Linked DNA regions of Mus musculus: region 2 is linked to region 1. The links are chromatin contacts, called in public promoter capture Hi-C maps. All regions are on one chromosome and are shown on one strand. The core of a region is the stretch at or near the end of the contact, and the rest is flanking DNA. Distances in the headings are between cores, read along the strand shown. Region 1 holds the start of Rgs14 (regulator of G-protein signaling 14). Region 2 holds the start of Prr7 (proline rich 7 (synaptic)).

Region 1 (7,365 bases), core at 2,449-4,948:
GATTGTCATCATTCTCAGCGTGCAGGAAACAGGTTACAGTCATTTAAGAAATGGTGTGTGGGCCGAGCAGTGGTGGTGCATGCCTTTAATTCCAGCACTTGGGAGGCAGAGGCAGGCAGATTTCTGAGTTTGAGGCCGGCCTGCTCTACAGAGTGAGTTCCAGGATAGACAGGGCTATACAGAGAAACCCTGTCTCAAAAAACCGGAAAAAAACAAACAAACAAGAAATGGTGTGTGTATTAAGATGGTCTATTCATGAAGTCACTCATCAACTGTTTCAATGAACAATGGTTCTACTTGGAGGGTGGCACGGACATTAGGTGAGGGTAAGATTCTGGTTCATTGGCTGTGATGATTTTGAAAAGCATTCATCTCAGGAAAAGAGTAACTTATAAGGTCCTCTTCTTCAAAATTGATACAATAATTATAAATATCAAACAAAATATTCAGTCTCACTCTTTGTTGTTCTCTTACAAGCCACCTTCCAAATTAATTTTTCACGCTTCTTTTGGCTGTATAAATAATTTTGAAATATGGAAACTGTTCTGAAAACCATAGTATAGTGTGAAAACATCAAATAAACAATCCTACTAATAGAGAGACTGAGATGGGGGAAGCATGATTTCAAGACCATCATGCGGTACACAGCAAGACACTGTCACATACAATCAAGCAGAAAGTGTATATGGATTGTACAATATTGGACCTATTTCTCCAGTTACCAAATTAGAGAGAACACTGGTTGATAGCCCACAAATTTCTAATTCCTCATATTTTTGAAAATTAATAGGAAGTAACAATCACTTTCCTTAATATCTCTTAATATGAAAATTAATATTACCAACATATCCTAATCCATTGAAATTCAAAAACTGACAGTAAAGTATCCAGAAAGAGATAAATAAACTACAGTGACACACCTACTCCAGCAAGGCCACACCCTGAGCCAAGCATATACAAACCATCACAGGCATCAAACCCAGTGTTTTACACATCTCTCCCGAAGCCCAAGCCTCCTCTCTAGCTTCATGAGCACTTTAGTAGCCCAGACTGGCAATCTTGACAATCCTACTGCCTCAGCCTCCTGAGTGCTGGGATTGTAGGAATGAACTGCTGTAGATGAGCAGTTGTTTGTTTGCTTGCTTGCTTGTTTGAGACAAGGTCACTTGTAGCCTAACTAGCCTAAGTTGGCTATGTAACAAATACCCTCTATTGTTGTGATTACAGTCATGCATCATCATACTTTAGTTTTCTGCAGTGCTGGGGAACCGAACCTAGGGCTTCATACATGTTAGGCAAGCACTCTACCAAATGAACTACATCCCCAGTCCATATGAGCCTTAATAAGATCATCTTTGCTACTCTTCAGCCCCTAAAGCAACCCCAACCTTACACAATTCAAATTCCTCCCTATGTGTGTGTGTGTGGGGGGGGGCAGGAACAAAGTATCCAGAAAGAGATAAATAAACTACAGTTGTGGTCGCTGCTATATAACAGATGGACTCTGGTATGGACACTGGTACCACGGTCACCTCTGAGGGCTCTTTGAATCATCCAAAGCCGGTGATCCAGATTGATGGATGTCGCACCCCCATGCACCAGAGCATAGACCCTGCTTCTCTCCTCTTGTGGCTCCAAGATCCTCTAGGGTCTTACCATCTTCTATATCCAGCCAGGGCACCCGTCCTTAGGCTATTAAGCCTGATGGTCTCTGCATTTTATCCCTGGGACCCAGGTAGTGAGAGGAGAGAACCAAGTCCTAAAAGTTATCCTCTGGCCTCTGGGCCACAGCATGATCATGTGCCTACATACAGTAAGCTAATTAGGGAACAAACTCTTTCTTTTGTTCGTTCGCTCTTTCCTTCTCCCCCCCCTCTCTTTCTTTCTTTCTTTCTTTCTTTCTTTCTTTCTTTCTTTCTTTCTTTCTTTCTTTCAGATTTACTTATTTTATGCATATGAGTGCATCACCATTGTTGTCTTCAGACACACCAGAAGAGGGCATCAGACACCATTACTGATGGTTGTGAGCCACCATGTGGTTGCTAGAAATTGAACTCAGGACCTCTGGAAGAGCAGTCAGTGCTCTTAACCACTTAGCCATCTCTCCAGCCCAGGAACAAACTTTTTCAAAGAATGCTTCCCTTTACACATATTGAAAGGCTAACCACTCATTTTATTAATATTCAGAAATGTTGGAGGTGGAGCCTTTGGTCGGAAAGTATATCACGCAGGAGAGGGACCGGATATGATGAGACAAGTGTCCTTTATAAAACAGGACAGGAGACAGTATGCTCCCTATCTCTCTGCTTTCTGACACGTGGGCACAGCAAAAAGATGGCCGTCTGCAAGCCATGACTCGTCAGAGCACAAGTGTGTCAGGGCTTGAGCCTGGACGTGCCACCTCCGGAATGGTGAGAACTGAGCGTCTGTTGTCCCGGCCACCCAGCACATGGCATTTTTTTTTCTTAATAATTTAAAAACTATTTTTATGTGTATGACCGTTTTGCCTGCCTGGGTGTCTGTATACCATCTGCATACCTGGTACCCTCAGAGGCCAGAAGAGGGCATCTGGTCCTCTGGAACTGAAGTCAGGAGCAGTTGTGAACTACCATGTGGTGACCAGGAATGGAACTCTGGAAGAGTAGCCAGTGCTCTTAACCACTGAGCCATCTCTACAGCCCGGTTTGTTTTCCTTTGTTTGTTTGTTTGTTGACCAGGTATCGTTATGTAGTCCTGGCTGATATGTAAATGAGGCTGGCCTTGCACTCAAAGAGCTCCACCTGCTTTTTGGAGTCTGAGCTAAGACAGTTCTGCACAGAGGTGGGCTTTCTACTGAGTATGGCTTACTTTACCTCTTTGGTATGGATATACCCAATCCATTCTCCTACCCTTCAGTGCATGTGTGCATACCCAGCCCCTGGGGTGTCTGACTATACATAGGCATGCCTATCATATGCACCCATCCAAGGCACTATACACTATCTATCTTATTTTGTTTACATTTAGATATAGATACAGACATAGTATAGATCCAGATTGAGTTTCCTGTAACTAAGTCTGACCTCAAACTGTTATTCCTGCCTCTGCCTCACAAGGGCTGGCATTACATACATGTGCTACCCTGCCCAGATTCGAGTGTGTATGCCTGAAGATTCAGGTGCCCTCGTGACACAGCATGCCCACATGCATGGTCACACAGGTGATGTGATTACCTCTTTGCTCACCTGGCTATCAGATGACAGCCTAGGGGCAGCAGTCTCCGCATGCAAACTGCCTGAGCTAGGGTTGCTAAGCATGCATAAGCCTGGGACATAGAAGGTAAATGAGTAGTGAACAATGCACTTTTGTGGATGCCTAGGACTCGGAACACATGCCCCATGTCCATGGAACCCCCCCCCAGACTGTCTGCTCCACAAGTGTCTAGTTGTATGAGCATGCACTTCAGCATGCTGACACATCCTTGGAGCCTTCAGATTGAACACTCCAGGTACCTCGCTGGGCAAAAGGAGGCTCCTGCTGGCTGTTGGTGCTTGCATGGTGTGCAACCGAGGGTGCGTTGGCGGCATGTGTGTGTGCATGAACGTGTGTGTGTGTGTGTGTGTGTGTGTGTGTGTGTGTGTGTATGAGAGTAGGAAGAGACATTCGCTCTCTTAGACCTTGCTTCTTTCTGTGGTTTGGTTTCTATAGAGACACTTCCTGTGGCAGAGAAAAGAGGTAGTGAGCTGGTGTTTCAGGATGTAAGGGCCCGGAGGAGCAGAGCTCTCTCTCTCCACTGCCTGCTTGCCACCCCAAGAGAGTGCTTCCGCGATCCTTGTGGTGGGTGGCCCCCCGTGGAGGGGACCTGTGATCAACGGCGGTATGCCAGGGAAGCCCAAGCACTTGGGTGTCCCCAACGGGCGCATGGTGAGTGTGGGCTCTGAGCCAGAGCCACAGGGAGGGGGGTGGGCACACCCAGGGTGGAGTCCAGGAGGCACACCCAGCAGGGTTGCAGAGGAGCAGGCTGGAGAAGTTGGGTACAGACAGCTGCTGGCATTGGGACCTGGTGCTGTCACCCTAGGACCCTTCCAGATGCCCTGCTAGGAGTCTGGTGCAACCCCAGGGATTAGTCCAGAACACAGCAGACTTAGGTCTCTGGTTCCACATGCAGGTTGGACTCGCTGCTCCCTCATCCGCTACTGGGATTACTGAAGTTGATTACAGAGTAGCCTGGAGATCCAGTGGTCACTTCTAAAACTTCTCAAGCCCTATGTCTCAGGCCCTCAGCCCTCCTCTCTTCATCTCACGCTCTAAGTGCCCAAGATAAGGTTTTAAGAGCAGCCCTTGCTGGATCACTGCATCAACCTGCTCCAGAGGCAGCCTGCCAGAACTAGTGTTCTTTGGGCAGCCCAGGACGGGTCAGTAAGGGCAGGACAGGAAGATCAGCTCTGTCTGGTCTATTCCTAGCTTCCAGGAAGGGTGTGTGTGTGTGTATGTGTGTGTGTGTGTGTGTGTGTGTGTGTGCGTGCAACTTAGTATAGGATGCCCTGGTTGCAGCCCTAACCCATTAGACCTTCTCCAGGCTGTTTAACTCCTGACTAGAGTTGTCTCCAAGTTTCTGGCTCTTCTTTCATTCACCAAATAGGACAGGCTGTGTTGAGCCTCCCTTTTCTCCTTAGGGACCTGGCTCACCTAGCAGGATCACTCCAGGGGGACCAAACAGTGTCCTGGTAACCTCTATCTTAAGGCCCCAGCCTAGAACCATGGGATAAAGCCAGTGGGTCCAGAATAACCTGGGATCCAGAGAGAGAGACCTGGGATCCAGTTCTAGCTCTGCTGTCTTTTCCCAAGAAAGATCCTGTCCTGTTTCGTCATCAGTAAAATGAAATAGAAACTGATCAATGTCCTGTTTGCTGAGTGCCATAATGAATATGAGACACTTGAGCATTGTAAAGGCTACGGAAGGGTTATCCTGATAACCCCTGTACTTTCATCCCCTCTTTAAGAATCTTCTATCTCATTAAACAGTTCCCACCTCTGCCTTCCAGTTCCCAAGGTTAGTTCTCATGTTTTGTCGGGAAGCCCTTTGCTGACGCCCCATGCTGTTTGGGTGGAAGGGAGACCAATTCCAAAAGTTGGCTCAGCCCCCACCCTACTTCCTCTACCACCAACCCAACTTAGAAAGTCTGTGGAGAGCCCATCCCCCTGCACCCACGCTGGGTGGGCATGGCACTTGGCTTGCTCCTCTCTAGGTGACTTGGCCACAGGGCCAAGGAGAAATAGCCCAGGCCCTCCCCGCAAAGAATAGCTGGATTGATGCTTCTGGGACAGAACCCAGAACCACACACCAGCTGAGAGGGCTGGAGATAGACCCAGCTTGTCCTTCCTGTGTCAGCTGGTGGCTTCTCTATCCAAGTCATTCAGAATAAAGAGGACAGTACAAGCTGAGTCCTGCCAAGCCCACAGCTGCCCTAGATCCTCTCGGCAATTGTCCCATATGTTTATTTCTGTCCTGTTTGGATCCGTTTTGAATCCTCTGTATGACCCCTGAAACCTCATGGTTCACAGATGTCCACTTGCTGGACAATGGGCAGCTTTGTGAGGCCATACTTGGCTGGGGCAGAGATGGGAAGACAGGCATTGGCAACGATGGTGTAGATGTGAACGAAGAGGGGCCTGTGGGCAAGGTGTCCGGCTGTTATCTCACGGGGGAGGCTTGGAGGAGCAAAACCAATATGCTGTAGAGCAGAAGGGTCACCATTTGCACACACCCGCTGAGTCCCCCCCCCCCCAGCACTGTCCTGCTTTGGTTCCTTTCCATCCCCCACCATTCCTTGCTGAGGCGCTGTCAATCATGAGCCTCATCCTTCTGGCAGTCAGCTGTCACTTAGAGAGGCTCCTAACCCCTCCCAGAGAAATCGTCTCTTGGTACCAGCTGTCACTTGGCTTGTGCATTCACTCAGGGGCTCCTCTGGGTCGTCCCACCCTGAGCCCTTAAGACCCAGGTCCCAGTCCCCAGTTAGCACTAGTCAGCGAGGCATGACAGACATGAGTGAAGAGTACTGAAACACACTTCTGGTTTGGAAGAGCTGTAGGTCAGGAGTGGGGAAAGGCTGAGAAGAGCCTCATAAGGAAAACCATCTTCTCCATTAACATCTAACACTGTAGAAGATGGTCTTTAAAACACATACAAGCTACAGGGGCAGTGGTCTGGGGGGATACTTGCACATAGGAAAACGTACAGAGGTGGTGGAGGGCTATGCCCCAAGGGAGTCTGTGAGTTTAACTTTGGGTTAGTCATAGTTCTCTTTCTGGACACTCAGAGTTGGTCCTCTGACACACTCTGGCAAAGAGACCTGAGTAGATCCATGTGCCTGTACGCTCCTGGTGTCCAACTCAGGGTCAGGGATGGCAGTGCGGGGGGTACATTGTAGAAGGGCATGTGGTGGAGAAAGCTCTACAGAGCTGGCTCAGGCTGAAGTGATCCGGTACCTAGGGTTGTATAGTTATAGACATCCACAGAGTGAAACAAGACCACAGGTCACATGCTCACCTCTGGGAAGGCACCCAGGAAGTGGGTGAAAAATCTGGAATAAAGTTTTGGTTTGAGGAAGAGTCGAGATAAGGGAGAGAGATAGCCTGATAGCTGATTGCTCTCTCCTTGAGATCTGAATCCTCTAGGGCATTCCTGGGCCTCACCTCCATTGACTTCACCCATTTGTGCCCAAGGGCTACAAGCCCTGGACCTCCAAGCTCTCCTGTCTATAAGGGAAGTGACAAGGCTGGGTGTGGTGACATGTGCCCGTAATACCGATGCTCTGAAGGCAGAGGCAGGTGGATCCACTGGAGATTAGAGGCCAGCCAGGGCTACAGAGGGGGTGCCAGGCCAGCCAAGGATACAGAGGGAGACCCTGTATCAAATACGTGTATGGAAGCAGCATAGAGAAACGTGGTGAAGTCTTCAGATTTCATCACTGACAGGCAAGCTTGGCATCTAATATTATCTCTGCCCCAATTCAACTCTATAACTTGTCTGGGCTTCAGGTTCCTTGCCTGTAAAGCAGGGTCATTAATATCTGCTGCAGGAGACAGAGATGTTGAAGGTGGAGTAAAAAGGTAGAATACATGTGGCCTGTAACACAGCTGGATCAGGAAACTCGAGGTGGCCTCCCCAGTGTCCTCAGGTACCAGAAGTCCCCTTGGAGCCACTTCCTAAGAATGAAGCGTGACAAACTAAAGCCAGAGACCACTATGGGTTAGGACTGTCACCGGCCACCACACCCTTCCTCATCCTTTCTTCCCCTTTTCCTTCATTCACTCAGCAGGGCTCCTCGAGCAGAGGTGAGAATCAGGGTCACCACTGAACCTTACTTCTCCTTGTCTTGTAGC
Region 2 (7,365 bases), core at 1,928-4,427, 95 kb after region 1:
GGTGGGACACAGCCTTAGATACTGGCTTGGGTGTATACATGACTGCTACAGAGACAGATATATCTCAACAGTCTTTAAGCTCTCTGAGGTCAAAGAGGCCTTGTAAACTAGGGAGTGGCCTGGAGAAGCAGGTGGGAGCTGTTGTTAGAAATACCTGCCCCTAGTTAGTGAACACTGCCCTCCTGTGTGTGTCCATTCTGATCTGGCACACATGCATAAGTTCCAGGACTCTATTCTCTTAAACATGTGGGTGGGGCTGGGTGGTGGTAGCACACGCCTTTAATCCGAGCACTTGGGAGGCAGAGGCAGGCGGATTTCTGAATTCGAGGCCAGCCTGGTCTATAAAGTGAGTTCCAGGACAGCCAGGGCTATACAGAGAAACCGTGTCTGGGGGGGTGGGGGGGCGGGGAAACATGTGCATGGGAAAAAGAGTAGAGGAGATTGAGAAAGACTTGTGTGATGGGTTGGAGGGGCCAGCCACCTGAGTCAGAGTTCCTGAAGTTAGCAATGGCCAGGTCCTGAAGCAGTCACTTGGAAGACAGGAATTGGCAAGAGCATTTTTAGGGGGGGGGGGGTGGGCAGGGATGGGAAGGCCATGTGTGCGAATTTTTGGGGGGCCAAGAGCCATTTAGCTACACGTTTCTACTAGGCTCTACAAACTCCTCCCAGCCACATGTTTGTCTCTACCAGGTTCTACAGACTCCTCCCAGGAGCTTTAGCTTCCCAAGAGTCCTGAAACTACCTTGCTTGTGAGCTTGGCACCAAGGACTGTGAACACGACAGCCCTGGGTACATGTCCCAATCTGGTGACTTTTGAACCTGACTCTGCAGGGGCCCTTTCTTGTCTGAGGATACAGATCCCTTGCATCTCAGCTGTGAGAATATGAAATGGGCAGGGAGTCTGTTGGTCCGTGCTTCCTGGGCTGGCCTGGAACCCACTATGTAGGTAGGCCAAACTAGCCTCAAACCTGATTCTCCTGCCTTTCCTGTGCAGTGCTAGGATTACGTGCAAGCTCCAACACCAGGCATAAGCAGCACCCATCTTAGTAATTGCCAACAGGTGTCTTCAACCAGGCCTCCTTGCACATAGAACGTTTGCTAATGCTTCTATCCATTCAAAAGAAATAAGGTGCTCCAGGTATTTTCATTGGGTAGAAAAGAAGCCAGATGAAGACAAGGCAGGCAAGAGTGAGTAGGTGTCAAGTGGTGCTCCCTGAAATGCTCCACCAGCTGCTTGGACCAGACCCTTTAACCTCCTTTGGGCTAGGAGGCATCCAGGGAACTCATTGTCTAAGGGTAGGTTTACCTTAAAGCCTTCCTGTTGTTTCCCAAAAAGATTGTCAAAACTCCATTCCCTACCCAGCCCTATGGTGAGAGCCAGGGACCCAGATGGAGATGAGGTCCCTGCCAGCTTGGAGCTCATCTGGTAGGCAGAGAGGTTCGGGGACAGGAGCACTCAGTCTGTTCAGCATTGTGGACAGGGCTGAGACTGAAGGTAGAACACTAAGCAGCAGTCCCTTGGCTTCAAAAGTGTTGGGCTTGATCCTCTGTGGGACTGGCCATCTGTGCCCAGGCAGAGCCGAATCGACAGGATGGACAGGCCAGATGAACGTCTGTTGGGAGAGGACTTGTTGCAAGGTGCAGAGTTGATTGTTGCAGTTGCAAACATGCAGCCAATGTTAAAAGCTCTGCTTTGTGTGCTCTACTGGAGGTTGGGAGGGTCCCTGAAGGGTTAAGGGCCTGTCCCACCTTACACAAAAAGCACCCTAATATAACGTGGGTAAACCATTCTCTACTATTCCCATCCATGTGGATTAGGTGGTGGTAGGCTTACACACACACACACACACACCATGTGGGCATAGCTCAGCGGGACAGGGGCTTTTCTAGCATTTGAGAGAATCCTGGGGTTGATCCCCTGTATGATAAGGGAAAACCAAGTCAACTCAAAAAGGGGGGGGGGGGCAGGCTCCTGTTAGTTGCTAACATTACACAGGAGGATGTGACTACCAGAAAGAAGCAAGGGGCCCCAGCTGATTGTGGCTTGCCATTATTGAGTCTTAACTCTTGAGTCTCTGGAATCCTGGTGGCCAAATTAGAAATCAGACCAGTGTGTTGTGGAACAACTTTTGTTAGAGTCCTACCTTTGATGGCACCCATGGGTTGGTAGAGACAACTGTTATCTCCCTGAGAACCGGTTGTTCACACTCAAGGAAGGCACTAACCCCTAGGCGGTTGTGTGGAGTATGTATCCTTCTCTACCCCCAAAGCATGAGTTAGTTCATTGGACAGGCGTCCTAGATGTCACCTGTGCATTTGTCTTTACTAGAGCTACTGGGAAAGACAGTTTTCTCACTGGGAATGGCTGGCAGAGCTTAAATCCAGCTGTTGGAGACCACCCATACCTCCATTTGGGGGCAGCGTGCCTAATGCCAACGTTTGAAACGCCTGGAACCAACTGTGACATGAGTTCTGGGTTCACTGGCTTTATGTGCCCTTTCCCCTTGGCCTCCAGTTTAAGATCCTGGCTCTCAGAGCCATTACTGTTCCAGTTGACATGGTGGGAGGTGCTTCGGGGAGTTCACCCTTAATGCCACAGAGAAGTTGAAATAGAAACGGTAGAAAGGCAAGCACAACCAGTGTCAAATGAAGATGGAGCCAGCTATGAGCATGCCCGTGGAACCATAGCAGTTTAGTGCTCAGGTGGGTCTGTGATGCTTCTCAGTTGCAATGTTGGAATGCATACCTTCTGGAACAGTGGTTGGGGTCGTGAGTTGGGAGGAAGCCACACCGGGGTGCTGATTCCATCGAGTCCCTGCCCCCATTACCTGTGTTTGAATATGCCCAGGTTGAGCTGTGTGAGTCTCCGGGTTTGTTACCTCAGCTGCTCCGCTAAGCATCCGGCGTCTATGGCCGCAAAGCTGCCAGTGTGGCCTTCACCCCCAGCCCCTTTAGATAGCCTGTTGCCTGGGAGCTGTACGGAGTGTACTTTTTATTTTTTTGCGCTGGGATGCCCTTGGTATTGCGAGCCCACATCCTCTGCCGCGTCTGCGTGCGGCAGGTGGGTCCGGAGTCCCACCCACCCCTTCCCTCGCAGCAGCCTTGGCGGCGTGAGGGGGGGGGGGCTCTGTTGGCTGCGCGCGCGCGCACGCCAGGCTCAGCACGCGCCCGTGCGCGCGCCCCGCGCCTCCAGCCCAACGCTCCGAGCGGCTTTCGTTGCCACTGTCTGCTCCCCGGAGCCGCTGCCGGCTCCAAGCTTGGGTTCTGTCCGTTGGGCCGCTTGCCCCGAGGCAGGAAGACGAGTTCGAAGAGGATGCCTGGGCCCGTGAGTACCGCGACGGCTGCGGGCCGGGCGGGAACAGAGCGCGGGCGGAAGATGGTCTTCGGGCTGATGACCCTCCCTGCGGGTGGCTCAGAACCCTAGCCTGGTATCGCCACTCGGACCCCGACCGGGACAGCGGGCAGCCCCTCCCCCAGCCCACACCGGAGGGAAGGAAGGAGGGGAAAGTGAGCGAGGGAGCCGGAGCCGGGCGCGAGCGGCCACCAGTTCGCTTGGAAACCGTTGCCACAGCAACGGGGTTGCGCTCCCCGGCAACGCGACTGCGGGGTGGCGACGCCCCCTCCCCCACCACGGCCGGGGGCGCGGGAGGGGGGAAGGGGGTGCACTGTGGAGAGAGCATCGCTCTTCTGGCCAGTCTGGGTGTGCCTGCCTCAGCACGTCGAGGGTGGGGGTGAGGGAGAGCGGCTCCGTGGGCATGAGCCGGCTCCCACGTGGCTGCAGTCGTCGCAACAGGACTCCCAGGGTGGCTGCAAACGTGGAGGCGGCCCAGACCCTGGGCCTGCCACGGGAAAAAGGCCTGGAGGTTGGGTCTGGGGTCTCTGCCTGGTAACTACCATTGCTAGTATCACCACTAGGGTGGTCTCCCGTTCCCTTGAAACATGGCCTAACAGAAAATCGTATTCTCCGGAGGTGGTTTATTTGGTTTTTTAAACTAGAGAAGAGGAAAGAAGCTAGCAGCGTCTCTTCTCATGGCCAGTGCATGTGCCAAATCATGGGTTTGCGGTGGGCCTCTGTTTGATGTCCTAGCCACCATTCTCCAGGGAGGAGTAGAGACAGAGCAAAGGACACTGCTGACCCAGGAGAGCTGAATCCCAGGCCAGCTGGGAGCAACCCAGCTCATTGTCTGGACCACAGTGCCCCTTTCTTGTCTGCACAATGCCTTGACTGTGTGGGGTGGCATGGAGGATGGCCTGCAAAGAGGCCAGTGCCACATGGAGGTGCCCTGCCCAAGGGAGCTCCTCGGACGGCTGCTGAGTCAGAAGAAATGACCTCTGGCTCCCCTCCCAACCTCCCCTCATCAGACAGTGTGCTGGAGAGAGAAATGGCCCCCCTGCCAGCAGGACCTGACTCAGCAGATGCCGGCCCTGACCACAGGCTTCAGACCCAGCATCCCCAAAGCCACAACCAACCATCCCTAGCTTTCTCTTTCTATCCAGTGAAGTATCTGTGCCCAGGATCTGGGGCATTTGAGGCCTTGGCATAGGATGCCCTTAAATGGATGCTACCTGGGAAGGCAGGCAGGGAGACCTGGAGAATTAGTCACAGGTTCCTTTCATTCTCTGCCTGCTCTGTGTGCAATCTGAGTGCTCTACATCCTCAGTCTCTATCCTTAGAGCAGTTGTGCAAGGTAAGTTTGCTATGCCTGTTGTAGAGATGGAGAGTCTTGGGGCTCAGGAAGTAAGGGGACTTGCCCAAGGTCAAACACCAGTAAGCACTATCCTGGGTTTCCAGTGCAGGTCCCACTGCTGACATAGGCCCCCCTGAGCCATGCGATCCAGGCAGGAAAGGCTCTAGATGGAGCTTGCCAGAGGAACATTCTTAGCCTGCCTTCGTGTTCCTCCAGTGAGGAAGTTCCCCATTTCGAGCCTTGGTGCACCTTTCCTCCTTCTCGCTGAATCAGCTGGCTTCTTTCTCCCTCACATGCAGCACAGGGTGTGCTATTGATAGGCTGCCTTCTTGTCTCCTGCCTCCATTTTCTCTCTAGCTGACTCCAAGCCTCAGGCTGGCTGCCTTAGTCCCCTGGGAAAGCCCCCAGCCCCTGTCTCTGGTATATAGGCTTACTGGCCTCTTACGGCTTGTATTTCTAATGATGAGACAATCTGGCAAATCCAGATTAAGATAGTGCTGGAGCCCTGTGATTGGCCAGACCAGCTCAGAGACTGGGAGCCTTCATGTGTCCTAGGGGCAGTGGGATGAGGGATGTAGCCAGGGGCCTGCTCAGCAGTTAATGTCACCATGCAATATGTGGACTTCATGTGTCTAGATCATCCAGTTTTTGAAATCATGCTTAAAACTGACCTTTGTGCAAATGTTGGGAAAATGAATGTTGAAAAAATTGTTACTCACTGGCCAACAAGACACATCCACGGACTGTGTTAAAGTTGAAGGTCTTAACTCTTGACCCTGCATGCAGCCCATAGTAATGTGGGGGGATTTCTGTTGGACCACCACCATAGTGCCGGGTGCTGGCCTGCAGCTGGCCACACGTAGTTGTGTACATGAGACTTACAGTGATTTCACATCTGTTGTGTCTCTTCCCGCCCCAAAACTGACTTGGGCATTACTGGACGGGTTTGGGACAGGTTTGGGTCTTTTTTGTCTGTCTATTTTTGGTTTATTCACATTGTGTTTGGGTGTTTTACCTACAACTCTATCTGTGTACCATGTGTGTGCTTGGTGCCTATGGAGGTCAGAAGAGGGCATCAGATGCCTGGAACTGGAGTTTCAGGTTGTAGTTAATCACACTATGTTTGTGCTGGGAATTGAACCTGGGTCCTCTGCAAGAAGAACAAGTGCTCTTAACTACTGCACCATCTCTCCAGCCCCTCAGCCAGGTCTTAGCATCCATGTTCTACCTTAGCTGTGTGACTAGGATGGGATCACGGGGTTAATTAGGACAGAAACAGGTTCTTCTCTGCGCTTGACTTGTTAAAACGGGCTGCTCCTTCTGACACATGAACATTATCTTTCCTACCAGGTGGCCTCCTCCCTTGCAAGAACAAATCCTGTCCATGTTGAGTGAGGGGTGGGGACACAGGGAAGCACAGAAATGAGGTTTTAATATGGGCTTGGGCTTTCCCTGCCTCCATTCCTCCACTGCCTCCGACAGGGTCAGAGCTGAGAAATGTGGGCCTAAGGAAATCCTCTGTGTCCAAAAATCGACTGGAACTCGTCTCTGGTGTCCTGTGGCAATTTCTTTGTGCTGAGGTCAGGTCACACATCCTACTGAGATTATTGGGAGTGAGGTTATGGCAAACCCATGCAAGACTGACTCTGGGAGACAAGTTCAGCTCTCTCTGGCCTCAGTGCATCTGTGTTGGTGTGAGAGAGAGGTGTAGAAATGTCACCTTTGTCTCCCTGGTAAGCCTTGCCTGCCATGACTGGACTCGGCAGTCTTCAGGGCTTTCCAACCAAGTGAGCCCATGACTTGACCTCCTGAGTGTTGCTGAGACCACAACTGTAGAGGCTAGTGACACCTGCAAGGACAGGTGACAGCGACTTCCCTCCTCCACCCTAGCCATGTGTTCAACCACTCTGTCTCCTCAATATATTTTTCCTCGTATTCATAGATGACTGGGTTTTTGCTTTGGTTATAACCCAGCCTGACTACCAGTTTTTATGGTGCATACCAGTTTTAATGGTGCATACCTTTAATCCCAGTAGTTGGGAGGCAAAGGCAGGTAGATCTCTGAGTTTCAGGCCAACCTGGTCTATATAGTGCCATGACAGCCAGAGCTACATAATGAGACTGTGTCTTCAAAACAAAACAAACCCACCCCTAGAGGGCTAAGAGCTGGGTCATGGCTTTTTTCAGTGATGTTTCCCAAGATGAACTATACCCTGATCCAGCTCCTGAAGTATTCTCCTCCCCTACAGCTAAAACACCACTCAAATCACTCCCACAAGTGGCTTTTAGCTACTGTGTGTCAGTTGATCAGGCCTTGGTTAATTCCCTAGTGCATTCCAAGATGACTAGGCTTTATTATCCTCACCCTGGCTAGGGCTGTGACGTAGCTCAGGGCAAACACATTCAGGGAACGGTAGAGGAGGCCAAGAGGCCCTGGCAGGAACGCATTCTGGAGACCATGACCGAGGTCCCGGGGTTCTCTGGCATCTCATATGCTGGGAAATTGTTAGAAATTTGAACTCTGAAGCCAGGTGTGGTGGCTTTTGCCTGTGAACTCAGTTTTGAGGAAGAGGAAGCAAGAGGGCTGTGATGGCGTCCAAGGCCAGTGTGGGTGACCTAGTGAGTTCAGGACGAGAAATGTGAACCCCCAGACCTCTTGAATCGTGTGGTGGTGGGT

The links. Capture Hi-C pulls out chosen DNA fragments and counts their contacts.
Region 2: a promoter capture Hi-C map of adipose tissue shows a contact between it and region 1. The contact joins the promoter of Prr7 here to the promoter of Rgs14 in region 1. A contact is called at or near these places in 23 of 39 promoter capture datasets (the 3T3-L1 cell line, 3T3-L1-derived adipocytes, the C10 cell line and 16 more), 2 of 15 datasets of contacts at CTCF or cohesin (large pre-B cells and stem cell-derived epiblast-like cells), 6 of 484 Hi-C or Micro-C datasets (CD4 T cells, embryonic fibroblasts, embryonic stem cells and 3 more), 18 of 115 datasets of contacts at active chromatin or transcription factors (the 230-238 cell line, CD8 T cells, DN3 thymocytes and 10 more) and 4 of 9 other capture datasets (adipose tissue, embryonic stem cells, liver and 1 more).

What each region holds. Positions count from the first base shown.
Region 1 is chr13:55,366,034-55,373,398 of GRCm38.p6, forward strand. Rgs14 (regulator of G-protein signaling 14) reads left to right here and starts at 3,699. Exons shown (of 15, transcript NM_016758.3): 1 at 3,699-3,903. The coding sequence starts at 3,859.
Region 2 is chr13:55,461,090-55,468,454 of GRCm38.p6, forward strand. Prr7 (proline rich 7 (synaptic)) reads left to right here and starts at 3,178. Exons shown (of 3, transcript NM_001030296.4): 1 at 3,178-3,325.